Linked DNA regions of Mus musculus: regions 1 and 3 are each linked to region 2. The links are chromatin contacts, called in public Hi-C maps. All regions are on one chromosome and are shown on one strand. Each heading gives the region's core, a stretch centred on a gene start, on an enhancer-like site or on the middle of the called end of the contact. The rest is flanking DNA. Distances are from core to core; before and after follow the strand shown. Region 1 overlaps Kcnip1 (Kv channel-interacting protein 1). Region 2 holds the start of Kcnip1 (Kv channel-interacting protein 1). Region 3 overlaps Kcnip1 (Kv channel-interacting protein 1).

Region 1 (2,829 bases), core at 316-2,815, 82 kb before region 2:
TGTGTTCAGTTGGACTTTGGAGTCTTTCAAGTATCCCCTGACTCATATATGTTTTTGAAGTAACAGCTGGAGACTAAGGCTGACTAAGTTAAATTGAACCAGGTGTGCATGCAGGTCAAAACCCCATGGCGGTGTGGTACCTGACTGTGCTTTATACAAGCTTCAGGACACTTTCGATGTGGATGGTAGCTAAGGGTTAGCACACGTAGTCATGGCAACAGTCATTATGTCTGAGGAGCAAGCTGTCTTTGAACCACAACTTTCTGACTGTGAAGTGTTCCTGTTTTAGCTGTATGGCTGTTCCCTTTCTTCAGAGTGGAAAGGGTTAACTTCCAGCTTTTTCTCCTTGAATCAGAGGCTGGACTGTGATCCTTCCCAGGGTGTGCTCAGCGTGCCGTGCTCTGGTCTGTGCATTTTGTGGAAACCAAACAGGTGCAACGTTTTAGGAAGGAGGAAGAGCCAGCAAGAATAAAGCAAGTGAGGCATACATGGGGAGCCTACTGTATGCCTCAAACCATGCTGGGCACTCATGAGTATTCAAGGCTTCTTAGCTATGTCGTTGAAGCCATTATCTTCATGCTGAAGAGTCTTGGATCCCCGATTCCATAAAATGGGGAGCCCCTCTCAAACACTGTTACATATCTCCTTATTGGGCAGAAATTATACTTTGACTCAAGCTCTCCAAGGACCACCTTGCTTTCTGTGATGTATCAGAGGTCTAGAGAGGCCAGTAGGCTTTTACAACCTAGGCAAGCATCTAGATCCCCAGCCCTCTTTTTGTTTTTATTTTAGTACTGGGCTTGATGAAGATGTCCCAGGTGGCCTTGGAGTCACTCTACAGCTCAGGTAGACTCTAAGCTGTCAACCTTCCTGCCTCAGTCTCCTCTGTTCCTGGGACTCCAGGGTTGTTTCACATGCCCGTTCCAGGGGTCATTTCTTCCTATTGCCTTCCATTTCCTCTACGGTTTTTTGTGGAGATGTGTGGGAAGGGGAGGCTTCAATTATGCATCCTCAAATCCTTGCCTTCTCCAGAGGCCCACACGTCTACAGCATGCCCCCCATCACTCTCTGCTCAGGGAGTAAGTGATTGAGAGCTCAGGGAGGAGGGACACCCCAGCCAGGGATGAAGTCTCACTTAATGAGGGACTGTGGGAGGGTGGAGAACACACCCGATTTATCTCTGTTGCCTAAATACCTCTTAAATTCTCTGTTGAATATTTCTAATTCAGCAGAATGTGAACAATTATAGCAGGAAGCTATTCATAGGTGGAAGGGGGCTGATGGAATTATTTATCAAAGTGACATTTTAATTATAGTGAAGAATGAGTTTGTTGTCACCAAGATGGAAGGGTGGTGTTTCCCGGCCTCCACACCCCCCAGGGTAAATTAAAAAGAGTCCCTTCTTCACGATAAGTCCATTAGGTGTTGGAAACACGGCAAGCCTATGGCAGGTTTTACGGGAAACGTTTCTGAGATGGGATGAAGCGAGTCCCCGTGAGAGTGTCTGCTTCATGCTCAGAAGTGTGGAATCTACAGGATGTGATATCGGAGGCAGCATCCAGATGTCTCTGGCAGGTCCCTCCTCTCCCCAGCTTACCCGCGGAACAGCTCCTGCCCACACTGATCTGGCTTGACACTGTGTTAAAAAGTAAAATAAATGCGTGGCAAATTTCAGTGTGCCAAAGCGTGTGTGGATCACATGAAGTCACTTGTAGTGAATGCGACAGTTCCCTTGACCTCTCTGACCCCAGTTCTCCTTCTCCAAGGCAACCCACACTCCTAGATTCCCATGGATCGGCCCGGAGATGATTGACACATACAGAGCTTATTTGTAGTCCGCATTGCCTTCAGTTTTCTGCTTTAGTTCTCACTGGCGTATTTTATCTCCCCAACTAGGAGGGAAGCAAGCAGAAGGCATGAATTATGTTGGAAGCTTCTCTCATGTTGGCCCATAGCTCACAGAACGTGGCATTAATAATTCTGCGATGTAGTCTCCTGCCAGACACACGCAGAACAGTCTGCAGAATCTCCATTCAAATCTTCCACACCGCCCAACGAGGAGTCTATTTCTACTCCCATTTCATAGATGAGGCAGTCCAGGTGGGCTAGCCTGGATCAAGTGTTCCTGCTCACTGATGCCAGGTGCCTGATGGGGTAATCTTGGCCTTGCTGCTATATGTTCAAGACTTAACAGAGTCATGCGTCTGCCAGCCACCTGGACAAGGTCTCTGCTCTCAAAGCATTTAAATTTATGCACGGATTAATGGCAGGGGGAGGGCGTGTAAGTACTCAAGCATGACAAGGCACAATGGTGGTGGGATGCACTTAGTGTTCTACAGGAGGAAGTCCGATGTTTAAAACAAGCTCTATCGCCTTCTTGGTGCATGGCTTCAGAGAACTTGTTCGTTTTAGGCCTCAGCTTCCATCACTGTAAAAGGAGATATTGCTTCATCTCAAGGGACTGTTCCGGGGTTAGGAATAATACCTATGAAGAAGTGGGAGGTGTTGGGAAGCCATTGTGTCCTGAGAGATATAGCAATAGCCAGTAAATTCAAGGAGTCGCAGTATCATTAACCCCATCAGATCTGAGTAACTTGGCTGCCTGGCCTCTCACTCCATCATAGTAAACAACAGCACAGCATCCCACAGGCACACACACATGATGGGACTTGCTTCATGTGAAATCTTGCAAGACTACAAATTGTGCACACGGTCCCTCGTGGGAATGGGAGGCTCCCCTGAGGGTGGGCTGAGAAGCCCCAGGAGTGGGTTTATGAAATATGTGTGGTGAGCACAAGGATGCTGGCCCTGCAGAGGGCAAATCTGTCC
Region 2 (2,753 bases), core at 168-2,667:
AAGCAAACCAAGCCTGTCATTATCTTTTTTTTTTTTTTCTGATTTGTTTCCAGTCTTCTTGTTTCTATAAGCAACTTTCTGCCTGTTGAAAAGGGGGCCTGCATTGTGTGCTTTTGGCCCAACAAGGTCACTTGACTCCACGTGGCCATCTAATAACTGTCCCACTGAAGATGGGCATGCCACAGCTGGAGAAAGGCAGGCTCCTGACAGGGACATCTCAGGATATGTGAGCTTGTCGCCCCAGCCCCCCTTTTGACAGTTCTCCCCATTCCTCTGAAGTCCTCAGACCACCATAGCAGCACAGCCCTGCTATTTGTTTTTTCCTACAGACTGCTTGTGTCCCAGGACCCGCCTGGGGGCTCTACCACCTGGACGTAGCTGATTCCTTTTGGCTTGCAGAGGTTTTAAGGATGGACCGGTAAATCACCGTTTTCCTCATGATTAGATTCCCAAGTCAGCACCTGGCAAGGCATGGCCATTCCCAAGGAGGCACCCTTGCTGGATGTTCGAGGTTGCACCAACATCAGCCCTCATGGGAGTGGGAAGAGCCTCCCAACATTTCCGCCCACCCCAGAGAACGCAGTTTTCTCCACCTGTGAATCTGCCTGTCTTGCTCCAATACATTCCCTAGAAGAGAAGGGTACCCACACCCCTGCTGGGGCCAGCGTCCACTTCGGCTGCTACCCCTGGGTGTTCACACCAACCCTCCCACGAGGCTCTTAATTCCTTGGATTCATGAGGTTGTCCAAAACCCTCACGGACAGTGGGTTTGGAACTAAGAGAGACAGACGTTTCATCCCAACACAACACCCAGTGCCCCCAAACCTATCCAGGGGAGTAAATAGAGGACAGAGTGCTTACCTTTAGAGGGTCGCCTTTGTTTGGTCTGCAGGGAGGAGAAAGTGCCCATGACGGCCCCCATGGCAGCGAAGACTTGTGTGCGTCTTGGGACCCCAGGCCCTGTCTCTTCCCTCCCCTGAAAAGAAATCGGTGTGGATTGCCCACTTTGAATTGGAGGAGAGGAAAAGCGAGAAAGCAAAAAAGCCCCGAGCAGCTCGCCTGCAGCTTGGTATTCAGAAAACGTGGGGCCGGGGCGCCTGGAGCTCGTGGCTGCTGCCTTCTTCAGCCAGGCACATGCACTGACTCCCAGGGCCAGAGGCTCGCGGGAGCCTTCACAGGCGCCCCCCGGTGCGGGCACCCAGCCGGGCCACTGGCTTCTCCGAGGCCCGAGCCCCGAGCCCCAAAGCCTGCCTGATGTTGGACACGGGGCCGGCGTGCCCGCACGGCCGAGGCTGCCGAGCCCGCGCCGCGTGCGGTGCGGGAGCTGCGCTCCGCCCGCCCGCCCCTGCTGCCACCCGGCCGCTCCGCCCCGCGCTCGGGCTGGATCTCAGGGGGCCGAGTACCAATCATGAATGAACAGCGCCAGGGACTGGTGCGGAGTAGAGCGGGGCTCAGAACCAGGCGCGGGGGATGGTGGGGGAGGCGGCGGAGGCCGCCTGGGGACCGCAGAGGGGCGGGGTGGGGACCTGGCCCTGCTGTCTACAAGGCTCTACTCCTGGCTGTGCGGGACACCGGGGATGTCCTTCTGGGCAGACAGATGTGATCAGGCACCTGGCTGGTGGGTGCAGCTTGGGTAGGAGGCAGCAGGTGACCCCCAGGATGAATATAAATATGTGAGTGTGAGTGAGTGAGTGAGTGTGTGTGTGTGTGTGTGTGTGTGTGTGAGAGAGAGAGAGAGAGAGAGAGAGAGAGAGAGAGAGAGACAGAGACAGAGACAGAGACAGAGACAGAGAGACAGACAGAGAGACAGACAGAGAGACAGAGAGAGAGAAAGGGAGGGCATTAAGATTTCATTTGACTTTAGAGAAAATCATTTAACCACTGCCTACCTTTCTGGTGTGGAGTAAAGTCTGCCCCACCTAAAGAGAGTTGTCATCAAGAAGAAGGGCTCCTTTGAACTCTGTAGGAGGTGTTGGGGACCTGCAGAATCCCCTAGGACCAGAGCTCATTTCTAGTGACAGGAAGTGGGGGAAGTGGGACGAGAAGTAGCTGTGGGTCCCCTTAGGCTCTTGCTACCTGACCCCCTCTTTGTGTTCTCTCTCTCTCTCTCTCTCTCTCTCTCTCTCTCTCTCTCTCTCTCTCTCTCTCTCTCTGTGTGTGTGTGTGTGTGTGTGTGTGTGTGTGTTTGCTCTGTCACCTGCAAATCAGACACCTGTGGGGACAGTACTTGAGTTAGGAACCCAGGGGGTAACTCTTGAATTTAGAAAGCAATCTTCCTTCCATGACCTTCCCTTCAGGTGGCAAGAACCCTCAAGCCCCACTTCAGCTTTCCACTGAAAAGGCAATGATGGAGGACCTGTGGCAACTCCTGGTGGCAACTGATGACAGGTGTCTCCCTAGAAAGCTTTGAATTTCCTCTTCCCCAGCCTAGCTGCCTGTCTGCCCTGTCTGCCTGGACATTCACTGAGGATTCCCTCTGTGTTTGCACTGAGAATCCCCAACCCCCTCTCTTTCCAGACCCCTGTCCAGTCATTTCCTCTGCAGCACACAGACACATGCTGTGTTGGGAGCTCACAGCATCCCTTAACATATGGCGTCATAAACACGCACACATATATGCAACCATGAACATATGGGCACAGGTCCCTCATGCCCACACAGATATTGAGATGCTGCACACAGACTCCAAACCCATAATACACATGAGGTGGGTGGGGTGTGCACCTGTAAGACCCCAGCTAAGACCCTCACAT
Region 3 (2,706 bases), core at 84-2,583, 110 kb before region 2:
CAGTTTCCCACTTTGCAGAGGCAGAGGTTACAAGAGGTACTGGATGGGGTCATGATAAGCCTGGCAGCTGTGCATGTAGCCATTTCTTCTGGCACCACAGAGCAACCACATTCCACCTCTGCCCACTCATTCCTGTGCCCTCCAAGGTCTTTACCACAGTCTCAAGGGCCCAGAGGAACTGCTCCAACTATGGATACCACTAAGGCACCACTCACACGTTCAGGCCGCTTTGTGTGCAGAGCTGGGCATGTCTGTCCCCACCCTGGGCTACTCTGCTTGTCCTTGGCAGCAGAGCTCATGCATATCTTGGTGCTGTGGCTGCCATCACTCCTGCTTGGGTATCACTTCTTAGCACCTGTGGTCAGTTTCTATCTAGTCTCCTCCAGTGCGCCACCATGTCTCACTGCCTTCCAGACCCTGGGTGTTCTCAGAAGTCATTGTAATTGAAGACAAATCCAGACAGTTTATTACTTTGGGGTTTGAGCTAAAGTTTGGGATCGAGGGGCGCAGGGGAGAATGGTAGCTTTATATCCTTTTTGAGGCACTATGTGTGGGACTCAGGTTTTTGTGCATGTCAGGCTTGTGCTCCGACTCTGAGTATCCACTCCTAGCCTTGCAGTCTAAGCAGAGTGGTTGTGTGCATGTAGGAATGCTGAGTATTGGGATCCAGTGTATGGCCATCGCCTTGTCCCAGGGCCAGAGACTAAAGCCAGACATGTCAGGCGAGAACAGAGAAAGCTCAATGGCAGGAGTGGAGAACACTCTGGAATTTTCATCTTCCTTGCTTCCCCAGGTCACAGCCCCAGGGCTGGGAGCCCTTGAACAGGATGCACCTGAAGGTAGGATGTAGGACCCTCACCCTACATCCAGGGAGCCAGAGATGCCCAAGTGCAGTATGGCCATGGGTCTGATACTTACAATACATGTGACCGTGTGGATGGAGCATGCATCCTGTTAGGCAGCTAGCTAAGGAGATACTGAGGAGCCTCAGGTGACTGTTAGTGTCAGGGCTGAGCCTGTGCCTCCTGTACTTCTCTGATCTATAATGTAAGGGGTCCTCAGTCTCCTGGGACCAGGTACATACTGAAGAAGGGGAACAGGCCTGAGGAGTTTGGGGGAGAAGTCCTTCCCGCCGAGCCGGGAAAGCAGCTTCTGGGAATGGGGGGGCAGTAGAAAAGAGGATGAAGGGTGGTGGGCAGGGGAGCAGAGATGTTTACGAAAGCCAAAAGCATCTGTCTGCGTCCCAACAGCAGAAGGGCCTATGCTGCGCCCTGGGGACCAGCACTGGGGTGGCCGTGTGCTGTGTTGGACAACACTACAGGCAGCCTGTTCTGGCCAGAGGCAGCTGACACAGTGCCAAACTAAGCCAACACTTGTGCCTGCTCTGCCAACTGCCACCCTCTGTGGGTCAGTGATGGGGAACGAGCGAGGAGTCAGGCAGCATCTCTTGTCCTACCCTGTTGTCTGTTCCCCGGGACCTGGGAATAAAGCCAGAGTAGAGTTCAGGGCAGGGCGCACACTTTAAGTATAAATGAAGATGAAGATGAAATTGCAAGTATTATTGAAAATTGCAAACTATTTTTGGAATGACAGCTGCAGTTACTGAAAACCCAGGGAGACTTCAAAATGGTCATGAAACAGAGGGGAAGAGATATGATGGAGGGAGGGGACCATGAAGTCATCATCATCCAGTTGGTAGATGGGTAGCCTTCTGCTTCACGTTTGTGCTGATGGTTCCCAGCTATGTTCGCCTGCACTGGGCTCTCAGTGCCACCAAATCAGGGACTTTCTACCGCAAGCGCTTTCAGGGTTCCCAGCACCTAGAACTTGTCTCAGATAGCCAGTATATTTTGAATGTGTGAAAGAAAGCAATATCAGCCTAAGATAGGTCGTCCATAGGTACGACCTGTATTTTTATTGAGTTGTTTGACTATTCTGTAGTATTGGAGGCTGCATTAGACTCGGTAAAGCAGCCCAGAAAGCAAGAGGAACCAAGGGACTGGGCACCCAGCACAATGTTGGGTGATCTTTGGTCTGGGCCGCTGTTTCTAGAACCTGGGTCGTGGAGGCAGGGACATGCTTCAAGGAGTCCATCCCTTGAGACTGATGTACAGTCAAAGCTGGCCAGGCCTCAGTCTTGAGATCCAGGGGAGCTGTAAACAGGCTCAGAGCCCTTGATGGGAGTCTTTCTAATGCCAAGAGCCTGTGGCATTTGATGTGTTAATCCGAAAGCCACCAGAAGGTGGTGCTCTCATTCCTGTTTGGAGGCTCATTGCTGCGATGGTCCAGAGTTTATTCAGCCCTTCTGCCAGTTTCAGAGCAGTTTCAAGGTTCAGTCTCTCATCTGTATTTGAGGAGAGGGCCAGGGGAAGAAGAGTGGGCTGGACTCCAAGGCTGAAATGAAGTTCCATTAGCCTTCACATGACAGACAATTGGGCTTGGGAGGTATGGCTCACTGGCAAAGAAAGCATGGACGCCTGAGTTTAATTCTCAGCATCACCAATTAAGCAAGCAAGCAAGCAAACAAACAAACACCTCAAACCAACACCATTTTAAAAAAATGCCATTTGAAATATCCATTGACTCCCAGTCTCGGGGATCAGGAGTCTGAAACCAGACTGTTGTCAGGGTGGTGGTATTCCCTCTGATGACTGGGTGGCGGGGTGGGAGTGGGGGTGGGGTGAGGGTGGGAGTGGGGATCATGCT

Evidence for each region. A called contact is a pair of places that touch in the nucleus more often than the background predicts.
Region 1: a Hi-C map of cortical neurons shows a contact between it and region 2, with 1.4 times the contacts expected there. The contact joins the enhancer-like site here to the promoter of Kcnip1 in region 2. A contact is called at or near these places in 6 of 484 Hi-C or Micro-C datasets (cortical neurons, forebrain, gonadal supporting cells and 3 more), 1 of 115 datasets of contacts at active chromatin or transcription factors (forebrain) and 2 of 9 other capture datasets (adipose tissue and pancreatic islet).
Region 3: a Hi-C map of cerebral cortex shows a contact between it and region 2, with 3 times the contacts expected there. The contact joins the enhancer-like site here to the promoter of Kcnip1 in region 2. A contact is called at or near these places in 19 of 484 Hi-C or Micro-C datasets (the C2C12 cell line, cerebellar granule neurons, cerebellum and 13 more), 6 of 115 datasets of contacts at active chromatin or transcription factors (SST interneurons, VIP interneurons, embryonic forebrain and 3 more) and 2 of 9 other capture datasets (adipose tissue and pancreatic islet).

What each region holds. Positions count from the first base shown.
Region 1 is chr11:33,759,821-33,762,649 of GRCm38.p6, forward strand. The region is part of intron 1 of Kcnip1 (Kv channel-interacting protein 1); the gene reads right to left. Among named protein-coding and RNA genes, the nearest start is that of Kcnip1, 82 kb to the right of the region's middle. Within about 2 kb of position 1,566, at least 7 of the 459 cell types and tissues checked have an H3K27ac peak or open chromatin away from gene starts, as enhancers often do. A contact at or near this core is called in cortical neurons, where this site is marked.
Region 2 is chr11:33,842,269-33,845,021 of GRCm38.p6, forward strand. Kcnip1 (Kv channel-interacting protein 1) reads right to left here and starts at 1,418. Exons shown (of 9, transcript NM_001190885.2): 1 at 862-1,418. The coding sequence starts at 922.
Region 3 is chr11:33,731,213-33,733,918 of GRCm38.p6, forward strand. The region is part of intron 1 of Kcnip1 (Kv channel-interacting protein 1); the gene reads right to left. Among named protein-coding and RNA genes, the nearest start is that of Gm12119, 98 kb to the left of the region's middle. Within about 2 kb of position 1,334, at least 13 of the 459 cell types and tissues checked have an H3K27ac peak or open chromatin away from gene starts, as enhancers often do. A contact at or near this core is called in VIP interneurons and cerebral cortex, where this site is marked.